2 separate regions of the Zea mays genome follow, and region 2 is linked to region 1. The links are chromatin contacts, called in public Hi-C maps. All regions are on one chromosome and are shown on one strand. The core of a region is the stretch at or near the end of the contact, and the rest is flanking DNA. Distances in the headings are between cores, read along the strand shown. Region 1 holds the start of LOC103639069. Region 2 holds the start of LOC103639076 (zinc finger protein 36).

Region 1 (2,700 bases), core at 101-2,600:
GCGCAGATACGAACGTCACATGGAGTTGAGAGTGACCGCGCGCTCTCCGGTCCGGAGCCCAGACGGAACCTCCTGCCAGAGCTGCTGTGACATGGCCCTGCTTGGCTGGCTTGACTGGAAGTCTGGAACCGGAGCAGATCGTGTATCCTGTATTCCTGTTGCCTTCGCCATTTTTCACACCAGCAGCAGTTTCTTCCCCGACGACGGCCTACGATTGGGGTAAGCACGGCAGGGCTTGCTGTCCGCCCAAACCTCCGCCGGACTTGCGGGCCCGACGCCCAAGAAACGGTGCTGCTGAGGAGCTCCCAGCTGCAGCCTCTCGTAGCTCGCGAGCCTCCCAGCGACGGGGCCGCCACCGAACAGGCCGCCGCACCTCCGCGGCGCGCTGCCGAACTCCACGCACCTGAGGAACTCGGCGGCGCCGCTGGCCAGCCTCTCGAACCTCCGGACGGCGGCACAGGCGTGGGAGCACGCGTCGTCGTCGCCGCCGCCGCCGCGGGCGCGGGCGAGGAGCAGGAGCGCCGAGAGGAAGCAGAGGACCGCGTGCGCGACGCGGCGCGGGAGCGGCGCCCGGGCCAGCCTCTCGCGGGCGTCCTCCTCCTGCAGCTCCCGCAGCTTCCACCGGTGCAGCGCGGCGTCGCACTCGTCCGCGGCGCGCCTCAGCTTCCGGCGCCAGCGGAGCAGGGACGCGTCGGCGTCGGTGGCGTGGTGCTGCCAGCGGCTGGACAGCTCCAGCGCGGCCTCCATCTTGATGTGCGCCATCTCCAGCCGCTCGACGCCTTCCCGCGTGCTCAGGCGCTCCCTGCTGTGCTTGCTGATGAGGAAGGAGAAGGTCCGGTTGACCACCTCGCCGACAACGACGGACCCGACCATCTCTGCCATTGTTGCGATAGGTCTCTCGAGTACTACTCTCTCACTGGCGAACGCCTACAGATGCTGATAAGCACATCAGATCGGTCCACTATCTGCACAGGAGTGGATGATCGGATCGGAGCACAGGAGATGAGGTAATGGAAGAGAACAAAGGTCATGTGTCCTCCAGGTCCGTTTCTTGCTCAGGCCATGGTTGGATTGCAAAATACACATGCCAGTTGCCAGTCAATCGGGGGAGCTTGGACGACCCGCATTTCGTTGACCAGACCAAGTCGATGCCGCGTAATCTGACCACCGTTTTCATGTTCCAAGGGTCTGCTGGGCTTGTGTCCATGTCCAGTGTGAATGCCAGGGTGGGCTCATGTGATTTGGGCAGTAGCAGCCCAATGTGGCATGCGCAAGCCAGCGGGAAAAAAACATTTCTCTCCGTTTCTCATAATCAGAAAAATATATAAATTTGTGCTTTTCGGTGCCTTATAGCTAAGCTGTGTGTTAGCTTCGGGGCTTGGCTCACCAGTCACCGCACTCAGCAAAATATATCATTGACTCGGCAAAACCTCTGCAAAAGGTATGAGGGTTTCCCTGGTTGTTGGATGGCATGAAGATTTGATCCCACATTATGCCATGAGTAGGTGCCTTTGAAATTAGGCACAAATCAATATTAGAGCTCAGGGCAGGGCCCACATAATTCAAGGCCCTGTATCGATTTTTTTCCTTTTTTTCTTTGTTAAGAATAGATGGTATAGATTAATCTCATTTATTAACGGTGATTGAATTATTAATGTGGAAAATGGCTTAATAACGGTAACTGAGAGCACCTAGGGGGGTGAATAGGTGATCCTGTAAAACTTAAAACTTAAGCCACAAAACTTGGTTAAGTGTTAGCACAATAATCACCAAGTGGCTAGAGAGAAGATCTTGCACAATACGATAACCACAAAGAGTTCAACACAGAGATGACACAGTGGTTTATCCCGTGGTTCGGCCAAGACCAACGCTTGCCTACTCCACGTTGTGGCGTCCCAACGGACGAGAGTTGCACTCAACTCCTCTCAAGTGATCCAATGATCAACTTGAATACCACAGTGTTTTGCTTTTCTTTTCTTATCCCGTTCGCGAGGAATCTCCACAACTTGGAGCCTCTCGCCCTTACACTTTTGATGTTCACAAAGAATCACGGAGTAAGGGAGGGATGAGCAACTCACACAAAACACAAAGATCACAGCAAATACGCACACACAAGACCCAGACTTGAGCTCAAAAGACTAGTGTCGGCGTTTCGAGACAGGGGGGTCCCAAAGCCGACGAGTGAGTGTGCTGCGTGCCCCAGCCCAGATGGGTCGAGCGCGTGGGCGAGCGCGAAGGGGGGAGAGGCGAGGTGGCCGGAGTCGAGCGTGAGAGAGGTGGAAGTCCCGCGGCCTTTGTGTTCGTCCCGCGCCCAGGTCGGGTGCGCTTGCAGTAGGGGGGTTACAAGCGTCCACGCGGGTGAGGGAAGCGAGCGGCCCCAAGAGAGCGCCTGTCCCGTCCTCGGTCCCGCACGGCCAACCTTCTCTAAGAAGGCCCTGGTCCTCCCTTTTATAGTCGTAAGGAGAGGATCCAGGTGTACAATGGGGGGTGTAGCAGAGTGCTACGTGTCTAGCGGAGAGAGAGCTAGCGCCCTAGGTACATGCCAATGTGGCAGCCGGAGAGGTCTTGGCACCTTACTGGCGTGATGTCGTGGCTGTCGGAGGCGCGACGGAGCCTGGCGGAGGGACAGCTGTTGGAGTGGTCGAGTCCCTGCTGACGTCGCCCTGCTTTCGTAAGAGAGCTGGGGGCCGCCGTCGTCAC
Region 2 (2,809 bases), core at 102-2,601, 180 kb after region 1:
CATAGACTATGAGTCCAGATTATATAATCTAAACTCCAGATTATGATAATCTCATAATCTCCTCAAGACTAACTTATTTGAGATTATTTTGGCAAAAGACCCCCTACACATAGTAATGTAAATAGAAATTACAATATATACCATCCTTCTTTTCTCACCTCAAATAAACAATAAGAGTATTGTTGTCTTTGTGAATAATCTACATTTGTATAATCTAAACTACTAAACAACTACATATAGATTATAATATATCTAGATTATAATCTGGATTATATAATTTAGATTATAATCCAGATTATATAATCTATAAGCTGAAACAAACAGGTCCTTAGTCTGAGTTATAACTTTGAGATTTTTTAATAAAAAAATCGTGAAACAACAATCAAATATTTTATTAGTGTGAAAGAAGTAAAGAACGAATCAAATAATCGATGAAACAATCAATCTTCCTTTTTACACGAACCGAGGCTATGGGCACACAGGTCTCAACCGCTGGTAGGAGCGCGAGAGCCGAGAGCTAATAACTAATCCAAGATCCTGCGCTTCTTGATCGGCAGTGGACTCTGCACCTCCTCCTCCTCGACCCACCTCTTCATCCCAGCGTTCTCCGCCACGGGTATCAGGTTGAGGTCAAAGTTCCTCAGTGTGACGCCCGACGACCCCGTACCGGACGCGGACAGGGAGACGGACGCCGACGCGCCGTCCCAGTAGTGGCAGCGCTTGTGCCCGCCGAGCGCCTGGCCCGTGGCGAATCCCCTCCGGCAGATCGTGCATCGGTGCGGGCCTCCTCCCGAGGACGTCGTCGTCTCGTCCTCGGAGTCGGCCGCGGAAACCACCGCCTGCTGCTCCGCCGTGGGCGGCTTGCGGTGGCTGGACTTGTGGCCGCCCAGCGCCTGGTACGACGGGAACGCCTTCCCGCACACCGCGCACCGGAACCGGAGCCGGAGCGCCTCGTCGTGCGCGGCGGGGGCCGGCTGCGGTGGGCACCACGACTGCTTATTAATGCCGCCGGTCTCTTGCCTCCCGAACCCAGCGGCGGCCTTGACGACGAGGCTGCTTCCTCGCGTGCCGGCGAGCGCGGCGAGGCAGATGGCGAGGTAGTCGTCCTTGCTGAGCTTATTGAGCCCTTGCGGGCCCTGGGTCACCGGCAGCGCCAGTGAGAGCGCGGTGGGGTCAAGAAGTGCTGGGAAACCGCCGTCCATGGCTAGCTGATCTGATGACGACAGGTGCTGAGAAAACTCGCTGGTCTCAGGCTAACTTCTAGTTCTACTGTAGGTCTCAGGCTGCTCCGCACGCGTCTCTACGCTACGGTAGCAGAGCTGGAAGAAGGATGGATTGGATCGGCGGCGTTGGAAGAGTAGAGAGTGGCTGGAGCGTATTTATAGGGAGTAGGACAGGCAGACAGAGAAAGCGATACGTTCGGCATGGGAGAGTCAAACATGCGGGCGGTGGCCGCTGCTGCGTTGGTTCGCGCGGGCTAGGCAAGCAGCCCGGCGTTATTTTAACACGGCAGGGTCCATTATTTTATCACGGGGACCTGAGCTGCTGAGCCGGCGGCCCATCTCTAACACATTGGGTAAAATAAGGGATAATGATGTTTAACACTGTTTATAGAGTTGAATATAAAATAAAGAATAAGATGGAAATAAAATAAAAAAATCTAATGTACGTAACCTATGGTGATGTTTCCATGTAGTAGAGTTAATAGTTACTTGACTAAAAAATTGTTAGTGAAATTAGCTAGCTAATTAACTAATTTACTAAAAGTAGCTAATAGTTAAACTATTAACTAAGGTATTTAGATGTCTCTAACTAATTTTAACCGCTAACTATTAGCTATAATACATTCAAATATCAAATCTTTATTGAGCACGTGCAATACCTCGCTACCGTACCGGACCAAGCAAGAGCAACTTCCGATTGTTATCTGGCAACATTATTTTTTCAAGTGATTTTCATTTTTTTTAAAAAAAATAGGAATCCTTTAAAAAAAAAGTTATCAAACTAGCGCAAATAAGTATATATTTCCTCTGTTCCTGTGTGCAAAGCTTAGAGGCAAAGGTGCACGGGCTACTGCGTGCACTGGATTTAGACTTCCACGGGTAAAAACTCATCAACCTGTGTGTGCGCACGGAACGCGTCATGCACGTGTTGATTGAGCTACGCGTGCCCTTAAACCAGCCTCCAACTACGCCAACTTAGACGGCATACAGAACCTACTTCCGTTGAACTAAAAACATCTTATAAAACTTCTTGTAAAGGATTAAAAAGCTGCGCATGTTGGTTTAGCATATAATGCATCTAAACAGGACCTTAGGCTATGCTAGAAAAGTGTGCCATAATCCGTTTTCAAAAAAAACATATAGTATAGGTGAAGGGCTTTTTAGGGCTCCTTTGACATGGCTCTTTAGACGGCTCTAGTTCAGTCTTATCGTGAAGCCCTATCAAACGGGCATAAAAAACGGCTTCGCATCGAGAGCCCTTGAGGAGCTAGAGCTATTTTTGTGTTGGGAGCCAGATCATAAAAAATGTGGCTTTTATCTGCTCCGTTTTCATTTCCCTAATACATTATTCGAAATAAAGAGAGATTGTTTTGCTAAACGAATTACGAAACAACTCCGACTTCTCCAGAAAAGCCAAAGAGAGAAGAGCCAGAACCGAAACTGTTTTTAAAGAAACCAGAGCCCAAGAGACTTAGGACCGCGTTGCTACAGTTCCTCCTATCTTTAATAGCTAGATCTGATAGCTCGATCTATGAGCTTTAATTTACTCTAGACAAACAAAAAAAAGAGGGTGAAGTCTATAGAAC

Evidence for each region. Hi-C and Micro-C count contacts between places; a contact is called where the count stands out from the background.
Region 2: a Hi-C map of ear shows a contact between it and region 1, with 4 times the contacts expected there. The contact joins the promoter of LOC103639076 here to the promoter of LOC103639069 in region 1. A contact is called at or near these places in 5 of 25 Hi-C or Micro-C datasets (bundle sheath, ear, leaf and 1 more) and 1 of 3 datasets of contacts at active chromatin or transcription factors (leaf).

Annotation. Positions count from the first base shown.
Region 1 is chr9:130,296,435-130,299,134 of Zm-B73-REFERENCE-NAM-5.0, forward strand. LOC103639069 reads right to left here and starts at 1,351. Exons shown (of 1, transcript XM_008661862.4): 1 at 1-1,351. The coding sequence starts at 882. The coding sequence ends at 175.
Region 2 is chr9:130,479,290-130,482,098 of Zm-B73-REFERENCE-NAM-5.0, forward strand. It overlaps LOC103639076 (zinc finger protein 36), which reads right to left and starts at 1,352. Exons shown (of 1, transcript XM_008661869.2): 1 at 335-1,352. The coding sequence starts at 1,202. The coding sequence ends at 525.